Linked DNA regions of Anas platyrhynchos: region 1 is linked to region 2. A link is a contact called in public Hi-C data. All regions are on one chromosome and are shown on one strand. Each heading gives the region's core, a stretch centred on a gene start, on an enhancer-like site or on the middle of the called end of the contact. The rest is flanking DNA. Distances are from core to core; before and after follow the strand shown.

Region 1 (5,768 bases), core at 1,106-3,605, 44 kb before region 2:
GTGATTAGTTGAAAGCATTGGTCACTGATAGAATTACATTTTTAAAAACCACTCTAGAATTCTGTGTTGTAAAGGTCTCAACACTGCTTCCTTGAAAGTATGTAGAATTACCTGAAAACTTTGGTTACAGTATTTTAGGATTTTGACCTTCTTTCTTCCTGTTCTCTAGCCATGATGTCTGTGCAGGCCAAGTCTTTCTGTTGGAACTGAGGAAAATGAAAACGAGTCCAGGGGAGGGCTTGTTTGTAGCATCTGCTTTTTAATAAATTCGTAGTATCTCTTACTGATGCCACCAACAACATGGAAATAGCACACTTTCTAAGAGTGATATAATGGGGGAGATCTAAAGCAGAACGTGTTTGTTCCCCTGAGAGTGGATTGTACAAGGAGCCAGCCCTCTTTATTCTTGGCTGATAGCATGTACTAAAGCAGCTGCAGATATGCAAGTGCTGAGCATCTTACTGCTGATTTTATTTTTCATTATTGTCTTAGGGAGCACTGCAGCTGTTGTAGTCAAAATTCCTGTCCTGTCCTCCCTCCAGGACAGAAAACGTTGATCCCTGGAAAACTGTCTTGGGGAAATAAAATGACCTAATGCAGGCACAGAGCTCCACTCTTCCAGGTTCTCTCTTTCTTTTCGATGCAGGACACGGGGTCCTTGTCCCTGTTTCCCCTGTGTGGTGTTCTCCACCATCCTCCTGCTTTAACACGCGCTCACATATGTTGCAGTTTGTTGTGGGCTTCATGTAATCCCATTTAAAGCAGCTGGACTGAGTTTTTGATACCGAATTGTATGGCAGCAGGGGGAAGGGCACTTGTCCCTTGCATCATTTATTGCCTTCTATTACAGTCCCTCAGGGAGCCATTGCACAGGGCGGTTGAATCACTGAATTGATCAGATGTGATTAGAAGTCTGGATTATTGGGATCTCAGTAACCCTCGCACCCTGGAGATCCTGTGAGTTTCTTAAAGGCAGATTAGCAGGAATCACAGAGGCATTTTGCACTTAAGGCAGCTGAGGACTCTGAATTGGTTGAATTGGTACGGTGGCTTTTTTTTTTTTTTTTCCCCTCTCCATACAGAGATTTTTATTTTTATTTTCTGAGTTTTCCTTGCCCCATTTCTTGGCTTTAGGGAATTCAGAACGTTCTGCAGCCTTCTTTCTCCCTCACCTCCCTTGATCTCCAAGGTCTTCAGCCTTCCTTGGGTAGCGTACGAGGCTGGCTTGTTTTTAAATGGGTGTGCACGTTTGCTGTTTGTGCGTTCCACTCCGTGACAGTAGAGATTTATCGGCTTGTTGGGGTGGAATGGGGGAGAAAGGAGAGGCAGAGGAAGGCCATTTGGCAGCAAGGGGCTCCTTGCAGCTCACAAATTTCCTTCCAGCCTCTGCTATCCCATGTAATCTGTTTTACAGCTTTGCAGTTTTGGATTGAAAAAGTAGAATTTATGGTGATGGTTGATTTATAGATTAACTGCAACACCATTTACTCTCTGGCAGATTTGGCAAAGCAAGACCCTTTTCTGTTGATAAAAGGGATAGAGGAAGGAACACTGATATTCATTAAAAGAAATCAAAGGAAAGGGAGATAAAGTATGACCAGGCAGAGCAGCTTTTCACTCTGCTACATCTTCCACAACTGCTAGGTGAACGCTTTGGGTTTCTGCATTGAGAATTTGTGTGCATGTTGATTTTGCTCCGAGATTCATGAAAGGAGTGATATATTGAGATGCAGAGTTGCATCCCCCTGTAATTCACTGATAAATGAGAGCAGTGCAGCAGTGAGTTATTAATACAGCCTTTCAAGCCTCATATACCGCAGTCATTAGTTAATCAATACAAACCTCACTACGCTGCTGATATTCAAACGAGCCTTCCCCCGGGCTCCCCTAGGGCTGAGGGCGCTGTTAGTCCTGGAGGTGGTGCTGTGCCTGAAGGATGATGTAACCCTAACGAAAAAGGGGCCGGTGCTGCTTGGTAGGCTGCTTTACAAGTCCGAGGGATCGGCGTGTGGTGGGGACTGGAGTGTTTTTAATGTAGTTAAGTCACCAAACCAAACTGTACGAAGCACTAGGAGCCCAGGGATGTGTGATGGGGGTTATCTTCCAAATCAGGTGCCTGCAGTTGGAACAGGATTTTTCTTTCTAATGGGCTTGGAGTTTTATTGTGGTGTTATGCTGTTGTAGATCGATTATTAGAAGATAACTTTTCATGATGCAGGGGAGGAGTGGTATTCTGGGCAGGTAGGACTTGCACATTGCCTTTCTGCACTCACTCTCATCTAACACAGAAAATATTGTGAAGGCCACAGCAGACTCAGACTGATGGGATCAGCTGTGTAAACCCTCTGAGGAGGGGCTGTTGCTCTGTAGGAATGGGTGAAGTGACCTCAGCCAGCCGGCTGGCTGTTGGTATCCATTCGCTCTGCTCCTTCCTCTCAGCTCTGTCACATCAGTGCTTTTTCTTCTTCTCCTCCCAGCTGATGTCCTCTGCTCTTTTTACTATTCTTATTCTTGCCTACATCCCCTGCAGAAGATACAGTATTAGTGCACACTCTGATACCATTTGATTTTTCAGTGTATGCATTTTGCACCCATCTCTATTGTGTGCGTTTAGTTTCTTGAAATTAAAAACAAAATTTAAAAACTCCTACAAGTTGGGGTTTGCCTGCTAGTGGTTGTTCTGAGCCTAGCAAAGTGAGGATCCTTCTAATCCATGGCTCATCTTTGTGCTCTTCCGTAATGATCTTGAGAGGTGGTAATGCTGCTTTGTGATCTCATTCTTATTTTTATAGTGGTGTCTTCAAGTGGGCTCCTACTCCAGCATTTAATGCGTGTGCTGCCGCTTCCGCCAGCACTAATAATTCATCACAGCTCAGTAGTCCCAGTCTGGATTGAAAGAAGCGTGCCTTTGATCCAAGAAGGCTCTTGCTGAAACTCATTCTTGCGTTTTGAAAGTGTCTGCTCAAAGCTCAGGCCTGATTTGAAATGAAGATCTATGGAAGTCTGACAGGATCACAGATTGGTTTTAATAACTGAGCCTTTTGAACGGTGCACTCTGCCACTGAGACAAGATGGGAGGGAGATGTGCTTCCATGCTTCACAGAGCTCTTTCAGCATGATCTGACTTGGGCCCTGGGGGAGAACGAGCTTGCAAATTCCAGCTTGGCGTGGCCCTGAAGCGGCTTGGTTCAGAGAAGGAACTAACAGTGGCACTGCAGAGCTTTGTCTGTATTCGTGTTTTGTTAACACATTGGCAGAAATCAGCAGGGATTTTTTTCTTTGCTCAGGAGAGAAAATTGACATTGGGTGACGCCAAGTGCAGTACAAGTGTAGTTTAAAATAACAGAAGCCTATCGTAATGGCAGTACTTAAATAGCACTCTGCGTCGTTGGAGTGCTGTGTGATTGTTAACTAGTTAATGTTCTAAGTAACGTCTGTGCTGGGTTTCTAGCCACTTCATTTCTAACTGGACAACTGACGTGGCAAGGGGGATTGAGCAGACGAAACACAGGAACCTTTACGAGCTGTGTCACTGATCTTTATCAGACCTTAGCTCCAGCACTCCTAGTTCTGATGCTGGTGGAGCACAGGCACTGGCTTCAAAGGCGTTGCTGTGGCTTGTAACAACCTCGTTTGGTGGCTGAGGATCATTACATCTTTGGAATGTTTTCTTCCTCCAAAAGGAAATGTGTGTAGTGGCATTGCATCTCTAGCACAAGGGGTTTCAAAGATACCTTTCATTACTAACCAACAGATTTCTTTTGGTCTGCTGTAGGAAGCTATCTGTATTCTTCTCCAAAAGCAGCGAGCAGGAGCAAACATGTGCTGGTGCCCAGTGAAGGAGGCAGCTCTCACAAGCCAGTTGGCACAAGATAAAACATCTGTGATCTCCCCTGGTTACCTCTTTTTCTCCAGGTTTCTTGAGTTGTGCTGAGGCCTTTTTACCGTGTAAGGGCTTTGAAGCACAATCTTTGCTTCTTTTTGTGTTGGTACAGTTTCCATTATGAAAGGAACCAGTAATTAATAATCTGATTACCAGTTTAGGGAAATAAATGTGATGTGAACAGGTTCTTCAAAACAAATAACAGCGAATGGTAAGAGGATGCATATTATAGTCATTCATCTCTGTTGAATTGTATACTAATTATCTTCTTGGCCAAACTGAATGAATAAATGATTTCATAATGTTTTCCCCCAAACACCTTTTCTTAGTAAAATACCCCCTTCATACAGCTCATTCACTGCATGCAGAAGCAGACTGTGGGTTTATTTTGTGCATGTGGAAGTAGAATCACTCCAATGTGATTTGTAATTTTGTGCTTTGTGCCCGGCATTTGTTGCTGTGAAGCTTACTGGACTGTTACATTGGTAGTCTTTCCAAGACCAGATGGTTGTTCATATTTAAACTCCCTGTTTTAAAATAGTATTTAAAAATTGCATTTGAGTTCTGGAAAAATCTTACATTCTCAGTTCTAGGTTAGTTCTAGGTTAGTGAAACAATGTGAAATGTTTAATTGCCTGCTTGTCTTCTGCACGGTCTGAAGTTTTGAGTTCAGGTGCACCTCTTGAAAATTTTTATTGCTTTAGAATCAGAAATTTAAAAAGCTGCTGTCTGATGCTAGTTCTTGAAACTAATGTCTCTAATACTATTTCTAGCTCATGGTAGCTTTAAGAAGAGCCTTTTGATGAGAGGGATTTAACGACTTGTGATCGGTAACCATTGGTAATCTTCCAGCAGTCGATCCATTAGGATTCAATACAAAGTCCAGAGTGGCCTGAAATATCCTGCCTAATGTTGCTGCAGAACAAACTCAGGGGTTGTAATTGCCCAGACGTCAGCTTCTTAAGGGAAGGAGGAGGTTTCTCATCTTGGGTGTTCTGTTAAGAGCAAAATTACTTGCTACTTCTCGGTATTGTGGTTGGCAGTGGGGTTGATAATTAGACAGCTATGCTAATGGAAGAGGGATCTTATCATGTGGAATAGCCTCCACACTGAGAGCGCTCACTGTTACCTTTCTGAGCAGGTTTTGTCCTGGTTTTCTTCCTGTGCTCATTCCCATAGGGTTGCATTTGAGCAGCTGACTTCAGAGCTCATTTTTCTCTGAGCTTTAGAAGACAGGTTGATTTGGTGTGCTCGTGTGGTTGTAATCTTGTTCTGTCATTACCTATTTACTCCTTATTATGGCTTTTTGAGCAGATACTCCCAAGCCTCTGTGTTTATCTTTCTTCCTATGTGTATTTCAATAAAAATGTCATTATTTGAAATCATTGACACTGCTGGTTAAAGATACTGAATTCCATCATCTATTGTCCTGTAAAATGATCCATTAAAGATAAAACTGCAGACACTCAATAAAGGTTTTTTCCTAGGAACAAGGAGCTCTCTGATCCGTGTGCGGTCTTATCTCCGGAGCACGTGTTTGCATTCTTGATGCAGAGGAGCCACAACAGAGGGGGACAGATGAGGGGGGCCGGAGATTTTTTCCTTTCCAAATGGTGATTGTGAGAAGTGGAACTGAATACCTAAAGCAAAAATTCACTGTTGGATAACCTCAGATACCGATGAGGAGAAGAAGCAGTGTTGATTGCTGTCTCTTAACAAATTGGGAGGGAGAAAGGGATGGAGGACTGCTAAACGTGGAGGACAGTAAAGGAGAGGAAAAAGAGAGCTGGCTGAAGGGTAGGGAGCTGACAGTGCTTGCGACGAAGGAGCAATCCATTCTTGTTGTTGAAATGCCTTTTCTCCAGACAGGCTGCAAAACCAGCTT
Region 2 (6,418 bases), core at 858-3,357:
ACAGAATTGGCTTTATCTACTACACTAATTGGCTTGGGAGGCTTTATTGATTCAGCGAAAAGGCAATGAAAAGTTGGCTGTGTAAATTCAGCAATTCTTTATGACAAGTATTCTACTTCTGTTGTCCTGTAGTCTCCTTTGCTTGCCAATAGATTTTGGGGTACCCATCTAGCTCGTTCTGGTTTGTTACAGACCGCTGCTTTTTCAAAAATGAAGATGGAGATAAAGAAAAGTCGTCGTCATCCACTGGGCAAACCTCCAACCCGCTCCCCGTTGTCAGTTGTTAAACAGGAGACCTCGAGTGATGAGGGTGAGTGCTGCACTAGCATGGAGACTGCTTTGTGTGTCTTGTCTAACGTGGAAAAATTGCTGAAGCTGATTAACAAAATTGGATGGCTTGAAAGTTTTTGCGTTATACTTAGAAAATGGTAGAAAATGCAGCATGTTCCCGTTCTGATAACCCGGCTAGAAGCAAATACATCTGTAGGAGGAGTCCCTTCTCACCTCCCATCCTTTTTTCTATCAAGAAAAATACTTTGCTGGTTGCAGAACGAGGCAACATTTTGAGCAAAGGGAGGTAAGAGTTCATAGTAAATAACAAAGTTAAAGCTGCTTCTTAGCTATTTCATTCATATGAGATCACTTCAGAGGGAGGTGGATATAAGGTCTGCTATTATGTGTATAGGGATGGTAAATTCTAACTTTTTGGTTGTTTTTTTGATTCATGTCAATGTTGGGGTCCAACTTTTCATAACAGATCTAGAAAAGAGAAGTAGAAAGTCTCTCAGTGCTTAACTTTACACTGATTTTTGTTTTCCCACAATTCCAGTCACTGTAAATTCCATAGTATCTGGGCAAAAGGAGGAGAAAAAAATAAAAAGGGCTCTTACTTCTCACTTGTGTTGTAGTGTGGTATAATTTACCACTTCTGGGTCTTGCCTACGTTATAAAATACTCAGAATACAGAAACTCCGTAGTAAGATTTTTCACACAGGTACTTGAAGGTGTAGGTGCCAGTCCCAGCTTTCAAGGAACTTAAAGCTTTACATTCAGAAGGACACAAGACAGAGAACACATTTTAAAGAAGCCTGGTGTGGCAGTAGGGTATGCTGTACCTCCATCTCCTTGCTGGGGATGATGCATTTGATATCCTGCATATGTGTAATGTGGAGCGAAGTGTAGAAAAGCAGTTGAGTCTAGTTAGTTATCTTGTTTTGGTGTACCTTGCAACAAACTCTGTGCTGAAGGATCCTCATTAGACAGATTCCTTTCACTGTTTTGACTTGTTGGATGGCGTATGGGGACTTAGCTGGCTGACTCAGGAGCCGCTTCTGTGAGAGCTGGCATTTCTTGGGGACTGATTTACAGCACTGCTGGGCAAAATCTGATCAAACAAATTCTTCTCTTCCCCGCAAGGGAATAGAAGCAGCTCTCTGCACTCCGTGCTTTTTCAGGGCTAATGTATAAGGATGATCTGGAGGCTGCAGTGAGGAAAAGTGAGCATATAAATTAAGGGAACGCAATATTCTACACTAACATTCAATTGAGACAAACTGCAAACCTTTTCTCCCTGTGTGTAAGTTGCTTTGGAGACACAGGAGCCATCCTGAATACTGTGGCTCACCTGGAATCCATCCTGGGATGAATGAAGGTGATGATCACATACAAGAGTTATTTCCTTTTTACTCTTACCCTTTCAATATGGATTATGATGCTGGTTTCCAATCAGCTTTCATTGATTTCACTGGTATCATAAATCCTTCCCCGTCTCCTGATACGCTTTGATTAAAAGTTGGAGAAACACATGGTTTGGTTTTGGCTCACGTCTCAAAAATTCCTTAAAGGTGCTTGACTTCTTTAAGAGGTGACTGTTGAGCTGTGCTTTGAAAATCTATCGTGGTAGTATCAATCTGCATACCCAGGGTCACTGATCTTTTTAATTTCAGCTGTACCCTACACGAGATGTGGACTGGTAAGCGTGTTTAGCTGAAGTGACCAGTGATAAAACGTGTCCTTGTAAATCCGTTCTGTTAGAGAGCCAGCTGTGTGCTGATGCTGCCTGAACTGGCAGTCAGCGCGTGGCACAAGCATTATCTTCCACTAGGAAGGGACGCCTCGCTCAGCCACTGGCAAGGCTGTTCCTTTTTGTTTCCCTTTCTACCAGAACGCTGTGCAGCATTGTGGAAAAGGCTGAGCTATTAGCAGTTCTTGTCAGCCCGTGGATACCAGTTTTAGTCCAACATAAAACTGCAGTGAGAAAGCAAAGATATTTTAGAAAGGAATCATCATGTTAGAGTGGCAAAGACAAACACTGTTTATAATCTCAAAAAAGGATTGATCAAACAACCAAATTTCCCACGTTGTCTGACAAATACGTCTCAAATTACTTGGAAGGAGCATTCAAAATCTCAGATGTAAACTTAGCTGTAAGTGTTTTCCTGAAAGTTCCTCCTATCTTTTTCAGCAGCATAAGAATTTGAAAATATAGAAGGGGAGGTAGGAATGGAGAAGAGGCTTAGATTTTTTGAGAGGAGAGCATTAACTGCGGATTTCCAGTAATTAGCAGTGAGCAATGTTGTTTGATGTGCTGGGCTCTGGGGATGATGCTCCACCAAGATGTTTTGAGTTCCCCTGGCCAAAGCTGTTCTTTTGGGTGCTTTGCAGATGGGTGATGCAGTGAGCAGTTTACGCTTAGACTTGCACAGCAAATTTCTTTAACACTTGTAGTGACTCAAAATTCCTTAATAATGACGGGTAAGAAACTTGGACCCCCAGACTGGCACGAATGGGTTCGGTGGTTGTTTAATCATAAAATACCAAGGGCCTTTTAAAGGTTTTATAAAAACAAAGAATTAGCAAGCTAATTAGCACAAGCAGTACCGATCAGAGCTCTGGCAGAAGGAAAGGTGGTGATGAATGTGAATTGAAGGCTTAGCGGTGTGCGCTCGGTGGAAGTTGCTGTGAAGCAGCTGCAGAAAAGTAAAAGGAAAACTTGAACCGTGTGCATCTCCTGGGCAGCATTGGTGTTTGCAGAACCAGGTACAGGAGGCGCTTTGTGAAGGTTGAAATGGCCTTGCTGCTGACAGCTGGGAGAAGGGGGTTAGCATGTATGGCATGCATGGCTGTTAGAGAGCACAGCTCCCAGCTGGGGAAAGGACAGGGGGATTTCCTTGCACTTGCATCATGTTTCTTGAACTTGGCCTCATTAAAAGGATGCTGTAGGTTTCTAGGGCTAGGGAAGTGGAGAGTTAGGAGGGCAATAAATACAGATCCTCTTTCTTCTTCCTCATGGATGATTTCATCAGGTCATTGGCGTCTCCACCTTGTCTGTCCTACCCATTAAGTGGAGATTATATCCACTTAAAGAAGTATTTGAGACACGTGTGAAGCACCATGGATGGGTTGACTGTTCTTAATGATTCAACTGGTGTTGTTGAAACATAAGCTTTTTAATCCCACCTTTCCACTACATTTTGCCTGTCCTAAAGCCTGTCCATCATTTGGGGATTTTTTTTTTTTTCTAGAAACGTTTCCATTTTCTGGGGAGGAAGATATGAGCGACCCAGAGGCTTTGAAATCTTTACTTTCCCTTCAGTGGAAGAATAAAGCACATAATTTCCCAGCTGAACGAAAATTCAATGCAGCTGCTGCACTGAGTGAGCCATACTGTGCTGTCTGTACCCTCTTCTACCCATATAACCAGGTAATTTCCAAATCTTCTCTGATAGATGCATCAGTGCTGGGTGCTAAATGGTAGCTACTGTACAAGTTATGATGCAGACCTTTGTAATAAAATGGGAAGTCTCATACAAATTTGTGTCAGAGAAGCGTGTTTGGATTTGGCAGAGGCAGTGGGTCTAGCCTTTTTTATCTGTCCTGGCTTCTCTGGCTTTCTCAGCTTTAATTATTTAAATCACATGTACATGGGTTTGCACTGCAAACAGTATTTCATGCAGCAAAGCAGTGCCACGTTGGGCTGTGATCACTCTTGTTTAGATCTGTGCCTGGACTTTTGAATGTATGCAAACAAGCATCAAAATGAGAATGTGCTCAACAAGCATATACATCATTCTTTAGAAACTACTAATACGCTTTGGGTTATGTTATGAGCCGAAAGGCAAAATTTATCAGGTGAATTATTTATTTGTCCAGTTGCGTATTGAGTCATTTTTGCATGTTTTTAGAGCCAAATCTGGCTATATGTATCCGATAGGAATACATGCAGTGTATTCAAATGTATGTGTTGGAAGCTTTTTCTGAAAAAAGCAGAACCCACCTCATTCTCCAATTATAAATCTCTTAATTTATTATACAGACCAAAAATAAAATGTGTGTTCAGGATTGCTGATTGGTTATATAATGGTTGTGAGGAAAACTGGCTATAGCTGGGCTGTTTTAATCCTTTGTTTTTAACTCAGCTCTGCTACCAGAAACCTTGAAATGTTCTTCTGGAGAAATTGTTGCAGAAAGAATAGGGAAGAATGCCAAAAGGATGGGAGTGTCGTGGGGAGGAGAAGGACGTCTTACTTTTATTAATATATTTTTCCCCCTTGGTATTTTTAGCTGCAATTTAGGAATTGAGATTTTTACAGAAGAAAAACAGGGAAAACTTGTTATTCTAATATTTCCTTCAGCTTTCAAAATAAATTATGAATCCAAATGCAGGCCTAAGGAAGGGAGAGGAGCAAAAGGGTGGGGGTGGAGGTGTGCATGAGAAGTTACATCCTAAAGTTCCTTATTTGTTCTGCATGGGGTCAGGTGTTGGATGACAGGAGGGGATGACTTTTTTTGCAGGGGAAGTGCTTTGACTTTAAGGTTAAAGCTGTGACCGGGGAAGAGGAGATTCTTACGATGCAATTTTCTCTCTAAGTCTTTACAGGTGGATAAGGAAGCTGCCCCAGTCTCTGCAGGGGAGACCACCTCCTTCGTCCACCTTTCTAAGTGCGGACAAAAGACCAAGCCTCTGATCCCAGAGATGTGCTTTACCTCAAGTGGAGAAAACACAGAGCCCCTTCCTTCAAATTCCTATATTGGAGAAGATGGAACCAGTCCCTTGATATCCTGTGCCAAATGCTGCCTGCAGGTTCATGCTAGTAAGTGTTTCCTTCTTCACCAAACTGTTTTGGATATTCAGAAACTCTCAAATTTGTATTTGTGTCACCTATATTTGAATACCTCCTAGGCATGCTTACTATTCCTGTCACTCCCGCTCCTTCCTTTTCTGGTACTAGTATGTGTATATTCGAGGTCATCTTGGCAGTAACTGTTCTTAAAATATGCACAAATGCACTTTTTACTATTTGTTTTGTTGGCCAATTCTTCTTCTATGCCTCACATAAAAGATCCCTCATTTTGTCGTCTTTTATTTTTTTGCACTAAAGCAGAAATCACAAAGCTGATTGCACTCTTTTTGCTTGTTCCTATATCGGCCTTGGGTAAGGTAAGGTTGGTTAGGTTGTCTTGTTCTTGTGTACATCAGAGATAGAGTAGTTGCTGAGATATATTTTTATTAGTGCCTGTTCTGCTATTTGTAGGATTGACACTTGATTAACAAAAAGGAACATATGTCTGTTTGTTTCCCTAGTAGTTATGTCTAAAAGAAGATCTGATTAATCCTTGTAGAGTGTACCTTCATTGTAGATTGTATGACATCTAGTTAACATTTGCACTTGTACCAGGAGATGTGACAAATTACTGTTCAGCTGTTTCATCTTGACAGATGGGAAATCTTATTTGACTTGCATCAGCTGGAATTACTTTTGTTGTTCCAATTTTATAGTCCACATGTCACCATGCAGCTCAGCTTGGCTGTCTCTTGTGGAGAACTAAAGTACAACTTCTATTTCCATACTGTGTCTGTGATTATGGTCACTTCTGGCTAATAAGAGCATATGATAAGGAACAAGTGTGGGGATAAAGACTTTTCTTTCTTCCCAGACTGTGGTCTCTCTAGCAATCAGAACAGTGATGCTGTCTTCTACATCCATACGTCTTCAATATACTAATCTATCAAAGTGGTTTCAATGGCCAAACTCTGATTTAGGGAGAGAGCGATGTGGGCACGCTGATGTTAATCCGCAGTCTCAGACAGGGTGCAGAGAAATTCAGATTTTTGATTTAGCTGTGCCTTACCCTGTGAATGGGATTTACTTTCTGCATTCTATTCTGATGTGGTCTTGAGTGTCTTCTTGTTTCCTTGTCACTGTTTGTACAGCAAAACTGTGATATCCCTTTGACTTTGCTGCAGAGAATCCATTTGCTTTATTACAGGATTGCAGGGCTCAGTTGTACTTGGGTTTATCTGGCAGCATGCTGTAAAACCAGTTGGCAACCTACTTGTTCCTGAGAAGTGCCCTCACCCAGCTGTGATAGGTTATGACAACAACAAGGACAAACAGAGAAGAAAGCTTTTGCAAAA

The links. A called contact is a pair of places that touch in the nucleus more often than the background predicts.
Region 1: a Hi-C map of liver shows a contact between it and region 2, with 1.7 times the contacts expected there. The contact joins two enhancer-like sites. A contact is called at or near these places in 3 of 8 Hi-C or Micro-C datasets (F5 follicle, liver and small yellow follicle).

The regions. Positions count from the first base shown.
Region 1 is chr29:2,905,323-2,911,090 of IASCAAS_PekinDuck_T2T, reverse strand. The region is part of intron 5 of KDM4B (lysine demethylase 4B); the gene reads left to right. Among named protein-coding and RNA genes, the nearest start is that of KDM4B, 27 kb to the left of the region's middle. Within about 2 kb of position 2,355, at least 2 of the 8 cell types and tissues checked have an H3K27ac peak or open chromatin away from gene starts, as enhancers often do.
Region 2 is chr29:2,859,955-2,866,372 of IASCAAS_PekinDuck_T2T, reverse strand. KDM4B (lysine demethylase 4B) reads left to right here. Exons shown (of 23, transcript XM_027471888.3): 13 at 193-310; 14 at 3,525-3,703; 15 at 4,871-5,093. Among named protein-coding and RNA genes, the nearest start is that of KDM4B, 72 kb to the left of the region's middle. Within about 2 kb of position 2,107, at least 4 of the 8 cell types and tissues checked have an H3K27ac peak or open chromatin away from gene starts, as enhancers often do.